Regions from separate parts of the Mus musculus genome. Here regions 2, 3 and 4 are each linked to region 1. Evidence: chromatin contacts called from public Hi-C and Micro-C data. All regions are on one chromosome and are shown on one strand. Each heading gives the region's core, a stretch centred on a gene start, on an enhancer-like site or on the middle of the called end of the contact. The rest is flanking DNA. Distances are from core to core; before and after follow the strand shown.

Region 1 (3,335 bases), core at 223-2,722:
GGCTTTCATTTGGATTGCTCAAGTGATGAGTGGTGTGGAGCCTTTTGTAGCATCTCTTGCCCATTCATGCATGTTTTTTTGAGGGAATCTACTTAGGTTCCTTGTCTACTATGTACTTAGCTGTATACCGCAGAGATAGTCCACCTTAAAATGCAAACCATCTCAGGCAGGCGAATCTTGCAACGATTATGAACTTCTTTAACTTGATTTTCACATATCTCAAATATATGGCAAAAATCAGACAATCCTACCTACTGGACATCAGAGGCGGTGTCTACATAGATACAAAGATTCTGCCCTCTAATCACTAACTCCGGCAACTCTCCTTCTTGGGTCCGACTGAGCGGGAATTCTCTTTTGTAATCTTAGAGGTGTTTCCCGCGACAACTTTGATAAGAATGTAAAGATTCTACTTCATTTTGTAAGGCAACTGAGGAAATACACAGGGAATAAATTGCACTCAAGGGTCCCTCACACAGTGACACCTACTGGGCTGAAGCGAACAGTGATTTTTTTTTTTTTAAGCCAGCTCTGCTCAGTTTACAAGGAGTGAAAGTCTTTTCTTTTGATGTTCAATCATTTAATTCAGTCTAGTCAGAAGAAGAAACCCCCTTCCACACACACACATCAAAGTCAGTTGCACGGCTTAACGAGTTTTCCTGAAAGCAGGGCTGCAAATAACTCGCCTGTGTGTAGATTTATGAGTCTCAAAGTGTTGGGACCATTGGAAACAGCATTCTTGAAAACAAAACAAAAACGTGAAAATTCTTACAACTTCTGTTTTGGGAGTGTCCCGGAGAGGAAGGTGCTGGATATGATTCAGTGTGGAAAGGTCAGCATAATTACTGATTTCAGGACGTTAGGGAAACGCGGCAGGAAACAATACTCAACAGATTACACTTCTGGGAAAGGGGGTTACCGTACGTTACTCTCCCCTAGCTTTAGAAATTTTGCTTCAGGGTGAAGACAAGATCCGTGCCCGTTTAAAACGGTAACTCTTTGCCTTAAAAGGATGCAGGGAATCTTCCTCTGGCAAAACAACTGCTTTGCACTCGGATATTTACAGCGTAGCCAAGCCTGCATGCTTTTCAAGAGGCGCGCATAGCAAAACTGGCTGAGCGCGCTCAGCGACTGTTCACTGCCAAAGGCAGCGCTACGGAGAAGAGTCTAGCCTGCAGCAGAGCCTTCCCGCGCCCAGGCCAGCCTGTGCTCCGCCCTCAGGCTCGCTGCCACCCGCGGCCAGGCGCTCCCTGGGTGGGGCGGCGGCCCGTGCAGATGCGGCGGGCCACGCGGGGCCGCTGCTGCAGCCGGCTGGGCGGTGCGCCCGGGCAGCCTCAGCCGCGCGCCGCGTCGCTGTAATCGGACACCGAGCGCTCGCCCCCGGCGCCCGGCCACTTGCCATTCACTCCGCGGTGCGGGGTTGAGCGACGTGGAGAAGGGCTCCGGGTGCCGCGGCTCTGCCGCCCGGGATTCTGCTACAAAGAAACTCAGCACCGGCCGGCAGGAATCCCACCCTCCGGACTCACTAAGTCTTTAAAGGTCTTCTGGGGAAAGGACCTAGGGGACTGGAAATCCAAGCCCGGAGCAAGTGGCTGACTTCTCCTGGATCTTTTCCCACCTCGGTAAGCCGGACTCAGATTTTCAGTCTTACTCAGTTACTGAAATAGAACTTTTCTGGGTCTGTGTACTGACTTGTTTTTCCTTTGGTGTGCTCAAGTCTGAGTATTTTCTTAGGAGCCCACGCGACTCATGAGGAAAGCGCTCCGGGAGGAGCTGAGCCTGACTGGAGGCTGTGGCACCTGCCAAGACTTTAAGTTGCTCCAGTGCCTTCTAAGGGGAAAAACACCGGTGGAAGCTACATAATATATTTATACTCTCGTATTTACTCATAATAGATGACCAAGCACTAGCCATCACTTTTAAGTGTGCGAGTTAAAGGGACTAAGTTGTAAAGGACTTGGGCGGGGGATGGCAGTCACAGCCCATCACTAGGTCGGACTGAAACCAGGGTGTTCTGATAGATAGATCAGCACTGTCTGATCTCCCATGTCATCTAGGCAATGTTCTTCGCAATTTATGGAGCATATCTCTTTTAGGGGAGGCATATCGGATTATGTACTGGTAATAGCAATATGTAAAAATGTACAAATGTCTCTAACTTGGTTAATAAACAGACTAAGGTTGGACATATTAATAGTATCCCTTCCCCCTGGTTTTAACTACTAAGTCAACAAATCCCAGGGGTAAAATTCTAAGGGAAAGTCACCCATAAAAATCAATTTTCTTCTAAGTTAATTTAGGGATGACAGGGTGAAGAGGTTGTGGAAGCAGGAAGAAACTGTTTCTTTTGAAAATTACCAACACAAACATCTCTAGGGTCTCCTCCATCTGTGTGGTAGAGGCAGAGAGTTTCATGTTGCACTCTTGCAGCATATGTGCTACCAATGAGACCAGTTTAGATTTTTCTTTGAGATTGCATGCTGTGTTTAATTGTCCTTTCCTTCTGTGTCAGAGAAACAGCCTTTTCAATTTTTAACCTCACTTCCTTATTGAATAGAATCAATAATGTATTTTCAATTTAAAAAAGCCATATAACACAAGATCTGTAAGGTTGCATTTCCAGACTAGACCTGCTTGTCATTTTACTGTATAATTACACTATATGAGAAGTGATGGGATTTCTGATGGCCAGTGGGGCTCATATAGGTTTGTTCTAACAGTACCTGGCCTCCCTTTATACTTAGACATTAGTTAATAGCTTATATTAATTTTATAGCTACAATTTTCAAGCAAGAATATTGTCTCTTTGATTCATTGTTTGAAATTTTGATGGCGCACTCTCTGGATGATTTATGTAAAATATGCCTTGGTGGATATGGGGCTCCAGTGGATTACTCACCACGAGGTCATTGGTTTAAATCTGGCAGGAGTCCATGGTTACCTCATCTGCATCACTTAACCACTGCCTGGTCATCTGCATGCACTGGCAGATAGCTGATTGGGGTGGTTTAATAATCAGGGATGGAGCACAGGTAGATTTATGTATGGAAACACTATTTCAGAGGCAATTAATCCAGAAGAATTAGTGAGCATGGAATGAATGGGTACCCATGAATAGGATGGTGGAATCTACTGTATTTATTAGGGAGAGTATTTTCAATCTTCAATACTCTGTCAGTATAATTGAATGGGTTCTAGAGAGATGAGGTATTGAGATTCGTTGGGGGAAATCAATTAAGTGTTTTCACTGATGCTTTGTTCTGCTTTGATGTCAGCATCATTTTTATGGGATGATAAAAGAATTGTCAGTTGCAAAGACTTTCAGACACAAATAA
Region 2 (3,335 bases), core at 221-2,720, 120 kb before region 1:
AGAACAGCAATCTTCCTCAACAGATTACATATTAATCTCAATCATTGCCCATGAGTTATGAAAACATGCCGTATTATGGTTTTGGAAGGCTATTTTAAAACATAAATATATCTAGACTGTTGAAGAGTTCCAGTGAACCTTTACCTTTCAAGAAGACGCAGTAGGAAGTCTGTCAATAAACAATCTGACGGGCAATACCATGTTTAACTATCGTCATTGTTTGATTTTATTATATGTTTGTATCAGGAAACTGATTCACATCCTCTGCGTGTGATCTAAAATTACAGTCTTCAGTCTAAGGATAATTGTTATCAAACACCAAGTACCACATAGCAAAAAGCAATAAGGTACATGCCCAACACATCCTTCCAATCCCTCTAGTTTTCCCTTTTATTTCTTATGAAGTTTTCTTTCAACTGAAAAAAAAGTTACTAGTCATAGTATCAGATTTATTTTTTTCTATATTGTTTCTCATTCTTCTATGACTATTGGAATACTTGAATAACAATCTGATGTCAAACTGAGAAAGAAATATGATTCAGACCAAAACAGATATTGAAAACACTTCTTTTTTTCTTTCTTTCTTTTAGGGAATTCCTCATGTTTTCTGCCTTATTCACCTGTCTTGATATTGATTAGAAATTTCATAGCTCTGTTTTCAATAAATTAATAATAAAAATTTTAAAAACCCAAGGTCACTTTGTTGACTAATTTTTAAACCAACAAGAACTAGTGTAAGAAACTCCCTCCTTCATCTGCAAGGCAGCGAAGGCATCTCTTGTACCTGCACCTGGGCAACTCGCTTCCGAGATTCCAGAAATTTCCAGTCCATTGTCAGGAAATACTGAAATACTTAGGTGTCTATTCGTCATTATTATTATTATTATTATTATTATTAATTAAATCTTTTTTCTCAGTCCGTTTGCCATGCAGTCCATCCTCCAACTGCTCCCCATCCCACTCCTCCTCCCAGTCTCCAAGGGGATGTCCCCACCTCCCACCCACACTCCACCAGACCTCCCCACTCCCTGAGTCCCCAAGTCTCAGAAGGATTAAGTGCATGGTCTCTCACTGAGGCCAGACCAGGCCGTCCTCTGCTGTATATTGCCTAGTGTATGCTGTCTGGTTGGTGGTTCAGTGTCTGAGAGATCTCAGAGGTCCATGTTATTTGAGACTGCTGATCCTCCCATGGGTTCGCCCTCCTCCTCAGCTTCTTCCAGCCCTTTCCCAATTCAACCACAGGGGTCAGTGGTTTCTGTCCATTGGCTGGATTTAATTATCTACATCTGATTTTTTTCAGCTGCCTATTGGGCCTCTGGGAGGGCAGCCATGTCAGGCTCCTGTCTGTAAGCACGCCACAGCATCAGTGTCAGGCCTTGGAGCATCCCCAGAGCTGGATCCCAATTTGAGCTGTTCACTGAACCTCCTCTCCCTCAGTTTCCTCTCCATCTCTGTCACTGCGGTTCATTTAGACAGGAACAACTCTGTGTCATGTTGCCATCGCATAGTCAAGAGGTTTCTATTCTTAGTTGGTGAGCAACCATAAGTCAAACAAAATTCTTTAACTGTGAAAGTGAAGTGAATTGATATCGAAGGGAATCTTTTAGTCTGCATCAGATGGCTCCCTCCCAAGAATTTCTGCAGCCACTGAGCACCCTTTATCCATGCTCCTAAAATGACACTGTGGAAACCTGATTTTAAATACAACAGTGAAAATACGGCATTTAATTTATTCTATCATAAGTTAAAATATGTTTCATTTTCATTGCTTCCCACTGATAAATAATTTGAAGAGCAATGCTTCCTAGTTTTAATGTGTTGTTTAATATTTGGGAATGTAGGTTCTCTGTGTGTATGCAGTAATACCATAAGCTAAAAGGACGATAAAATTTATGTAGAAATAATATAATTTTAGACATAAAATAAAGAAATGACATTATATTTGTAGTAACCTAAGCAATAATCCCTGTGACAATTCTGATGTGACTCTCCAGCCTCTATGTAAACATCTCTTAATTGAAGCAGGGTATTACCTATTGCCAAGGCTGCCTGACTTTTTATTGGAAACGTCAGACTGAAGCTTTCTTATTCAATAAAGTTCTCTCCATAGAGGTTTAATTATTGACTTTCATTTGTGTTCCCTAAAACTATGCCATCCTACATAGTTAACATGTTCTCATATGATTACATAAATATGAATTTTAATGAATTCAAATGTCATAGTAGAGTAATTAACATCTTCAGACATGTTTGTCACATAGCAAGTGCTCAGTAACCATATATGGGCAGTGCCTAATCTCATGGATATTATGCGGAATATCATTACCTTTTCAGTAAGTAGTATTGATCAGGAGAGCATGAGTAAAACGTTAAAATTACATATGTCAGTTCCCTTCTAATATGATAATGCTGTGTCTTTTTGTAAGTTTAGAATCAACTAATAAATCACCTTAATTAAAAAAAATAAGCATCTTACTGTTTCATGTTTTACTTTGAACCCCAGGAGAATTTCACTTAGCAGTGCGAGACTGCCAAAGACAAACACATCAAAGAAAAACAGCCATGTTAAATAAGCAAAGGTTTTAGTTTTAAATATTAACATGAACTGTAGAAATGAGAACTATAAGATAAATGTGTAGGGAACATTAATGGTTCATTAAATCTTCATTTACAAGATTTTGATTAAAGATATGAAAGAGTATGTGAGTAAGTCATGGTCCTAGATAAGTTTCCTTCAGGAGTGAGCAGCGTGAGGAAGAAAAGCATCCAAGCCTACAAGGACACAGCCAGCAAGGAAGTGATCAGTAGGAAGGAATGTAACATGAGAAACGCTGGGCCGTGTGGACACTGCTCTGTAGACCATGGTAAGGACACTGTGAGACTATTGTAGTGTCTTGGCTGGAGAAATTACATTATCTGGTTCATTCTATTAAAGTATTGAGACTTAGTCTTTCAGCAAGAATGGGGTACATGTGTAAGACTAAAATATGGTGTTATGTGACTTGTAAAGTTCTTTCTAAACCCTCTCAACCTAAATTTCCATTGTGTCTTCTACTTAACAATCTCCCTTATCAGTGTCCCCTGGAAATGTGGTTCCAATAATAGGACACAATGTCCCAATGATGTGATAGGAGATGCTCAGGATCCTATTCCTTCTCACGATCTGTATGCCATTGTTCCAGATCTGCTGGATTGTTGTCAAAGCATTTCCTAAGTAACTTAAGTTATTATTGAGGAATTAAACACACATCAGTGTTTATCTTTCTAAATTTTATCCTGATTAATTTAGCCCAATGTTTCATGTTTCCTGCCTTATTTAAAATATAAATGTACCA
Region 3 (3,335 bases), core at 227-2,726, 69 kb before region 1:
AAACTGATGCAGAAGGACCATATATTCAGGGTCAGACTGGGTTATGTAGTGAATTATGGACTGGAAAAACACACAAACACACAAACAAACAAAAAACCCACAACAAAACAAACTACCTTCTCTCATTCTATTCATCCCTTCTGTTGATTGTATATAAAATTTTAATTTGGGTAACTGTGTTTTTCAATTCTCAGATTTGGTTCCTGGGCTCTTTGAGTTATGTCCAGGTAATCACTGGCTGTGATGATATCTTTAAGACTCTCTTATGTGTTAGACTAGAATTTTAGTTTCAGAATTTTAGGTCATCATTAAAATCTTGGCTCCATTTTAATTTGATGTTTCTACAGCATGAGCAACGAGGGTCAAGGGTCAGTCTCCTATTTGTGGATATCATACTCTTAGTGATGTTTACTGGGATGCCATGTCTCCAATCTACATTTTTGGCACTTCTATCAGGAGTTGTTTTTTTCTGTTCTGTTTTGTTCTGTTCTGTTCTGAAAAAAAGACCTGTTTTCAGTCTGACATTCCTTCTCTTTGATCTTACTGGTTGTTGAGACATTTAGCATGTTTCAGAACTGACTCATTCGACTCTTTATTCCTAGAACTTATGACAAGTCCTTTTTGAAAATTGCTACCTTTTTGCTGGCTCTTTTCAATTGTATTTTCAATTTCATTTAATTATTTTTCCTTATTATGATGTGCTTCATTTAACTTTTAGATATTAATCATTTTGGATTTTTTAAAATACATTTATTTGGTGTATGTGGGGGGGCATATATATGTGCACTTCCCATGGCTTGTAAGAGAAGGTTAGACACAACTTGTATAACTTGGTTTTCTCCTTCCATCTTGTGAGTCCCAGAGATCAATAAACTTAGATCCTCAAGCTTAGCAACAAATACTTTTACCTACTGAGCCATCTGGCCTTCTCTCTTTTGAACTTTTTATCAGGCATTACATAGATGTGATTGATATCTATACATTAGAGATTGCCAACTCTGGTGTTACTCATGTTATTCTACTGAGGTTTACATGTTAAATTACATGCATACAGTTAACCACTTTTATGTGTCAGCCTTCTTAATAGGTGACTTTCTCCAAAAAAGGCATCTTGAATGTGTGTAGTGTGTTTAGATAATGTGTGCCTAAAGTCAGAATAATATAACCCCACCCTCTCTACAAGTCACAAGGAATGGCTGTACTCTAGTTTAGGTAAGTGATGTACAGGGAAAAAGTACTGGTAGTGCACCCAGAGAGACTATTCCTAGATAGAAAAGGTGGCCTTGATCACAGGAGTTTTCTTTTGCACCTTGGTAGTTTCTCTGTTACTCTCAGGAGTTTCAGTTCCTATGGAGGTGCTGACCCAAGTGCAGGGCCTCAGGCAACTTTAACAATTGGAGAAGGAATGAAGCCTGAGGTTTCCCAATCTTTCCACTGCAATGCTTGCCAGTGATCATTAAGTGGGAGTGGATGTCATCTGGAGCCAGGTAACATTCCTTTTAGCTGAGGCACTTGCTGGGGCAAGGGAGAGTAGACTGTGGCTGGTACCAGGAAAGATTTCTCTTCAGACCTTCTTTAGCTGTGCTCTCCAGATTAATGCACATTAGCCTTGCTAGGGACTCCTTAAGTTGAGCTCTTTGAGGAAAAGCTATGGAGTTCTCTCCCATTTGGTTAGTGAGTGCTTTTTACAGCACTGAGTGAGTGAGGAGGTGGGATGGGCTGGCTAGTCAGCTACCTGAAGTCCTGTGAAGCCACATGGCACTGATGCAGATACTTAGTCTCAGATGCCAGGCTTGCAATAGTGTTCATGAGGATGTCTCCTTTGCTCCTTTCCATGTGTCCTTTCCTGTTCCTTACACTACAGCACTGTAGATACTAGAGCCATTCCATTAAGCCAAGAGAACTTTGAGGTAGAGTTACCCTTCAACCCAGGACAATGTACCATTATGAATAACCAAATCTGAACTATCCTGAAGCATCCCAAATTCCAATAGGTTCCTTTCAAAGCATGGGAGATTGTTTTTTGTTTATATTTTTGTTTTGTTTTGCTATAAAATGAACTTCGGTGGGACCTATTCAAAATGCTAAAGACACATATTCTTTCTCTCAACAACTCATCTAGGGCAGATCTGGTGTTCCAGCCCATCCACGCACTCCCAGAAACAGCACTGTTTGCCCCCAGAAGGCAATCTCTAACCCATCTTACAGAGGTCTTCCTTCCTACAAGGAAGGGCTGGCTCTAGTCAGAGACAAGCAAGGTCAGTTAACATCAGACATAACTAGATGGCAAGAGGCAAGCAGAACAGCATAGGCAACAGAAACCTGTACCACTTGGCATGATCAGAACCTAGTTCTACCACAGCAAGCCCTGCATATCCTAACATGCCTGAAAAGAAAGATAATGAACAAAAATCCCATCGCATGAAGGCGATAGAAGACGTTAAGGACAAAATAAATAATTCCTGTAGAGAAATACAGGTAAACAGATAGAAGCCCATAGAGGAAACATAAATCTCTTAATGTAATACAAGAAAACACAATCAATCAACAGAAATTAAATAAAACCATCCAGGATCTAAAAATGGAAACAGAAACAATAAAGAAACCACAAAGAAGTCAACTCTGGAGATGAAAAACCTAGGAAAGAGATCATGAGCTACAGATGCAAACATCACCAACAGAATACAAGAGACAAAAGAGAAAATCTCAGGCATAGAAGATACCATAAACGTTATTGACACAACCTGCAAAGAAAATGAAAAATTCAAAAAGGTCCTAACCCCAAATATCCAGAAAATTCAGAAAGCAATGAAAAAACCAATCCTAACAATAATAGGAATGTAAGAGAGTAAACATTCTGAATTCAGAGGCTAGAAAACATCTTCAACAAAATCATAGAAGAAAACTTTCCTAACCTAAAGAAAGAGATGGCCATAAATATATAAGAAGCCTACAGAATACCAAATAGATTGGACCAGAAAAGAAAGTCCTCCTATCACATATTAATCAAAATACTAAATACATAGAAAAAAAGAAAATATTAAAAGCTGCAAGGCAAAAAGGCTAAGTAACATACAGAGGCAGACCTATCAGAATCACACCAGACTTTTAAACAGAGACTCTAAATGCCAGAAGATCCTGTGCAGATGCCATCCAGACCCTAAAAGACCACAAATGCCAGCTAAGGCTACTATATTCAGCAATACTCTCAGTCACCATAAATGAAGAAACCAAGATATTCCATGGCAAAACAAAATTTAAACAATATCTCTCTACTAATCCAGCCCTACAGAGGACACTAGAAGGAAATCTCCAGCACAAGAAAGGAAACTACA
Region 4 (3,335 bases), core at 251-2,750, 68 kb after region 1:
TCTGAATCTCATAAAGAAAACAACCTTGGGAGAGTGGAGGCTGACTTTGGGAGTGGCCTTGATCCTCGGGCTAGGGATGATAAGGTTAACAGATAGAGCTGAGAAGATTCTGTAAGTAACTCCTTGTGAAAAGAGCCATTTATATCCCTACAAAATTTTACATGCAATTTGCATATCTCTTTTGCATTGAAATATGAAAAATCAGAGTTACCACAGGGATAGTGACAGAAGCCAAGCTCCTTGGCTGAGGATAATCTCACCTTCCACAAAGAACCAGGGGACTCGCTTCCCCCAGACACCTGCACTTCGTAAGAACAAATTAGGAGGATTGTTGTGGTGGTTAGACAAGACACTGCTTGTCAAATATTAATAGAATATATAGGTATTTTGTATTGATATAATGCTGGCACAAATTTTGTAGTGTGAATGGTAGATTAAAAAGCCAATTGGACAAAATCAAGGAAACTGTTTCTATTTTATCATTTACTTTTATATTGATAATAAGAATTATTTTTGTAAAAATTTTGAGGAGTTAAACTCATTTGTATGATAGACTACACCATAATAAAGATAATAAAATTATTACACCAGTTTTTATTAAGTTCAATTAGTACTTAGACAACTCAGGATTAATAATCTAAAGCCTAAACAGTACAGCAATACTTTATTTAAAACTGAAACTCCCATTTTGATGTGAGGCGCCCCAGCTAGTGTGAAGACTGAGGTCCTTCACACTTACCTCCTTACTCAGTTAGCTCCACAGTCCCAGCAGACAGGCAGTATTATAATTATTCAGATAGGGATGCTTAAGCACCCGCAGTTTAAATAACTTGCCGAAATCAGCATTGCTAGCCAAATGCAGAGCCAAGATCCAAGGATAGATCTGTCTTCCAAAGCCAGACTTTGTTCCAGGAAAATGGATTCAATTAGCAACAAAATCCATTTATCTGTATGTTTTTTTTTTTTTTGAGTAAGTTGATTTTAAACTTGGATTGTCTAAAATGTAATTTTCTGCAAAGTTTTAAAAATACACCCTTTGTTATTTTTTATGTTAATTATTGCTGAAGTAACAAAGCCTGCAGTGTATTTTAATCTGGAGAAGTACAATGTGTTCATCTGTGATGAAAATAAGCCAGAGGCAAATACCTGACAGGAACCCTGTCTGCCTATTCTTCAGCATGTACAGCAAGATGGCTGTCTAGACTTAATTGCATTAAACCACCTAGATGGTTGAGGAAACAGTGCTTCACCTCATCACAGCTATTAAAACCAGCGTTTGATCAATAAAATAGATTTTGCTTTTAAGGCTCACAGATTAAAATGGCTATAAGTAAATGGAATAAAACATTTCCATACATTAAAGTATATCCTGATTCATCAATATTCAGATTAAATTTAATATTTCTGACACTTGCTGTATCCTCTTTTATATACACTTGTTCCCATAGCTTTTGAACGGGCTTTGTTCCCTTTTGTACGTTGAAAACGAAAGGGACAGCCATGCTTAATGTTTACAGCGTGACGGCAGAAGCATTTGGTAAAATAAACTTTGAGTTCTACTTTCTGACTCTCTCCTTGAAGCACATGAAAACAATGATAAACGTTATGTTTTCAGAGCAAAACCAAAGAAGTGTAACACTGAAATTTTTGTGTGTGTGTGTGTGGGGGCGGATGGGGGGCACTGAGTGATACATTCTCAGATATCATCCTGAAAAGGAGAAAAATCAAATGTTTTCCCAGTGTAGTATGAAGGTAAGGAAATATATATGATTTAAATCCACACGGAACAAAGGTGGTTCCATTGTTATTCTGTGGATCCTTTGTTATTCTCTTGAAAATAGTGAAAAGGCAGTGAAGCACACTACCAATAGCTGAGCAGTAGACCCTGCTGTACTGACTGATTTTATGTTTTAGACTGTGTCTCAAGAGATAAAGAGAAGACAGCATGGAAAACAGAACAGGGCTCTGCGTTGAAGACTGACCAATGTGTTTAAAACAAAGTGAACTTGTTCTCTGTAGCTCTCCAAATTTGTGTCTTGTTTTAAAGCCAAGTGCAATAACTTGGCTAAACAATGAGTCACATTGAACAAAATAATATTTAGATAAAATGGCTGTCACTTTAGGGCAAATATCTCCATATCTCTTTGTTCATAATATCTGACACTTTAAATTTGAGGTGGTGCAATATGTAGTTTATTACATGTTTTCCTGTTCTCAAGTTAAAAATGGGCTTTAAAAGGCATCAAATGAAAGGGTAGTTCAAGACCTTGCAGTGATTGGGGGAGCCAGGTTGTTCAGTCCTGAGTAAAGCCGGGTGGTCTTATTTTGAAGGAATTAGAGATAGAGAAGTTTTGGCAGTGTGCAGCTCCTTTCCAGTTAGTAATTTGTGTTTCCCTCTTCACGTACTTCACTCATTTGTTAGTACCATACAAGCGAAGCCTGCTTGAGGTTGTATATGCACCACAGTGTTTTGTTCAGAAATCTCACACACCCTGAGCATTAACCAGGGGTAATTACATGTATATGAACTTACAAAACACTGAGAGACCTATCAGTACTGCCCATTTCCAGGTGAATAAATCTTTAAGAAAATTATTTATAGGTCAATATTTCCCAGATCCTTCCTATGTGTATTTTATCTCTGGAAACATGCAATAATTCTGGCATACACACAGTCTCTTCTTTACGCTCTTAATATTTCATTGAAAAAAAATCTCATACAATGTGGTCACTAGCTAAGACTGCCATTCCAAAACTTCATCCATGATTATCTTGCACCTTCTCAAGCTATTTGATGCTATTTCTAGTGATGTGGGAACAACCTAGCAACTCAAGTTTGGCCATTATTTAAGATTTGCATCTTTAAAGGCTGTTTGTGAGAGTCAAGGAACTTGTAGCATTCCCTTTGCACAGTGATGGGGAGATGCTTCCTCTCAGAGCATCCAATCCAAATTGCCTCTATTAATCCCAATTATGCCAAACCACACTTTGACCCTTCCTCAGCTGGTCTAGTTTTCTATGCAAGCTCTGTGTGTTCTGTGGGTAATGCCTTTCACTTCATTGACTTTGTCTTCAGGTCACTGTTTGCTAGACACTTCTTGAGCCCTGATGAAAGGCAGCTATCCTTGGCTTTAACCATTTTTTTCTCCTTTACTTCATTTTATGCATTTAATACACTGAGCTTTATCATAGAGAATGGCTCAGCTAGTATTTGTTGAATAAAAAACAGTCAAGTATTTCCTTCTGTCTAATTAGGAAGTCTTAGTCATTTTTCTCTAGTACTACAGGGTCATCTTGTTCAGTGTGTGTGTGTGCACACATGTGTGTGTATCTAC

The links. Hi-C and Micro-C count contacts between places; a contact is called where the count stands out from the background.
Region 2: a contact with region 1 is called in a Micro-C map of the HL-1 cell line, with 4 times the contacts expected there. The contact joins the enhancer-like site here to the promoter of Sema3c in region 1. A contact is called at or near these places in 9 of 39 promoter capture datasets (the 3T3-L1 cell line, cranial neural crest, embryonic stem cells and 4 more), 4 of 484 Hi-C or Micro-C datasets (the HL-1 cell line, cerebral cortex, cortical neurons and 1 more), 2 of 115 datasets of contacts at active chromatin or transcription factors (a colorectal cancer cell line and neural progenitor cells) and 2 of 9 other capture datasets (adipose tissue and pancreatic islet).
Region 3: a contact with region 1 is called in a Hi-C map of uterus, with 2.9 times the contacts expected there. The contact joins the enhancer-like site here to the promoter of Sema3c in region 1. A contact is called at or near these places in 7 of 39 promoter capture datasets (the 3T3-L1 cell line, 3T3-L1-derived adipocytes, hippocampal neurons and 3 more), 7 of 484 Hi-C or Micro-C datasets (Sertoli cells, Th1 cells, brain and 4 more), 1 of 115 datasets of contacts at active chromatin or transcription factors (neural progenitor cells) and 3 of 9 other capture datasets (adipose tissue, liver and pancreatic islet).
Region 4: a Micro-C map of granulosa cells shows a contact between it and region 1, with 2.7 times the contacts expected there. The contact joins the enhancer-like site here to the promoter of Sema3c in region 1. A contact is called at or near these places in 8 of 39 promoter capture datasets (the 3T3-L1 cell line, 3T3-L1-derived adipocytes, embryonic stem cells and 3 more) and 9 of 484 Hi-C or Micro-C datasets (the HL-1 cell line, Sertoli cells, granulosa cells and 3 more).

What each region holds. Positions count from the first base shown.
Region 1 is chr5:17,573,344-17,576,678 of GRCm38.p6, forward strand. Sema3c (sema domain, immunoglobulin domain (Ig), short basic domain, secreted, (semaphorin) 3C) reads left to right here and starts at 1,473. Exons shown (of 18, transcript NM_013657.5): 1 at 1,473-1,622.
Region 2 is chr5:17,454,066-17,457,400 of GRCm38.p6, forward strand. No RefSeq gene overlaps it. Among named protein-coding and RNA genes, the nearest start is that of Speer4f1, 20 kb to the right of the region's middle. Within about 2 kb of position 1,471, at least 3 of the 459 cell types and tissues checked have an H3K27ac peak or open chromatin away from gene starts, as enhancers often do. A contact at or near this core is called in the HL-1 cell line, where this site is marked.
Region 3 is chr5:17,504,270-17,507,604 of GRCm38.p6, forward strand. No RefSeq gene overlaps it. Among named protein-coding and RNA genes, the nearest start is that of Speer4f1, 30 kb to the left of the region's middle. Within about 2 kb of position 1,477, at least 29 of the 459 cell types and tissues checked have an H3K27ac peak or open chromatin away from gene starts, as enhancers often do. A contact at or near this core is called in adipose tissue and uterus, where this site is marked.
Region 4 is chr5:17,641,086-17,644,420 of GRCm38.p6, forward strand. All of the region lies in intron 2 of Sema3c (sema domain, immunoglobulin domain (Ig), short basic domain, secreted, (semaphorin) 3C), which reads left to right. Among named protein-coding and RNA genes, the nearest start is that of Sema3c, 68 kb to the left of the region's middle. Within about 2 kb of position 1,501, at least 5 of the 459 cell types and tissues checked have an H3K27ac peak or open chromatin away from gene starts, as enhancers often do. A contact at or near this core is called in the HL-1 cell line and granulosa cells, where this site is marked.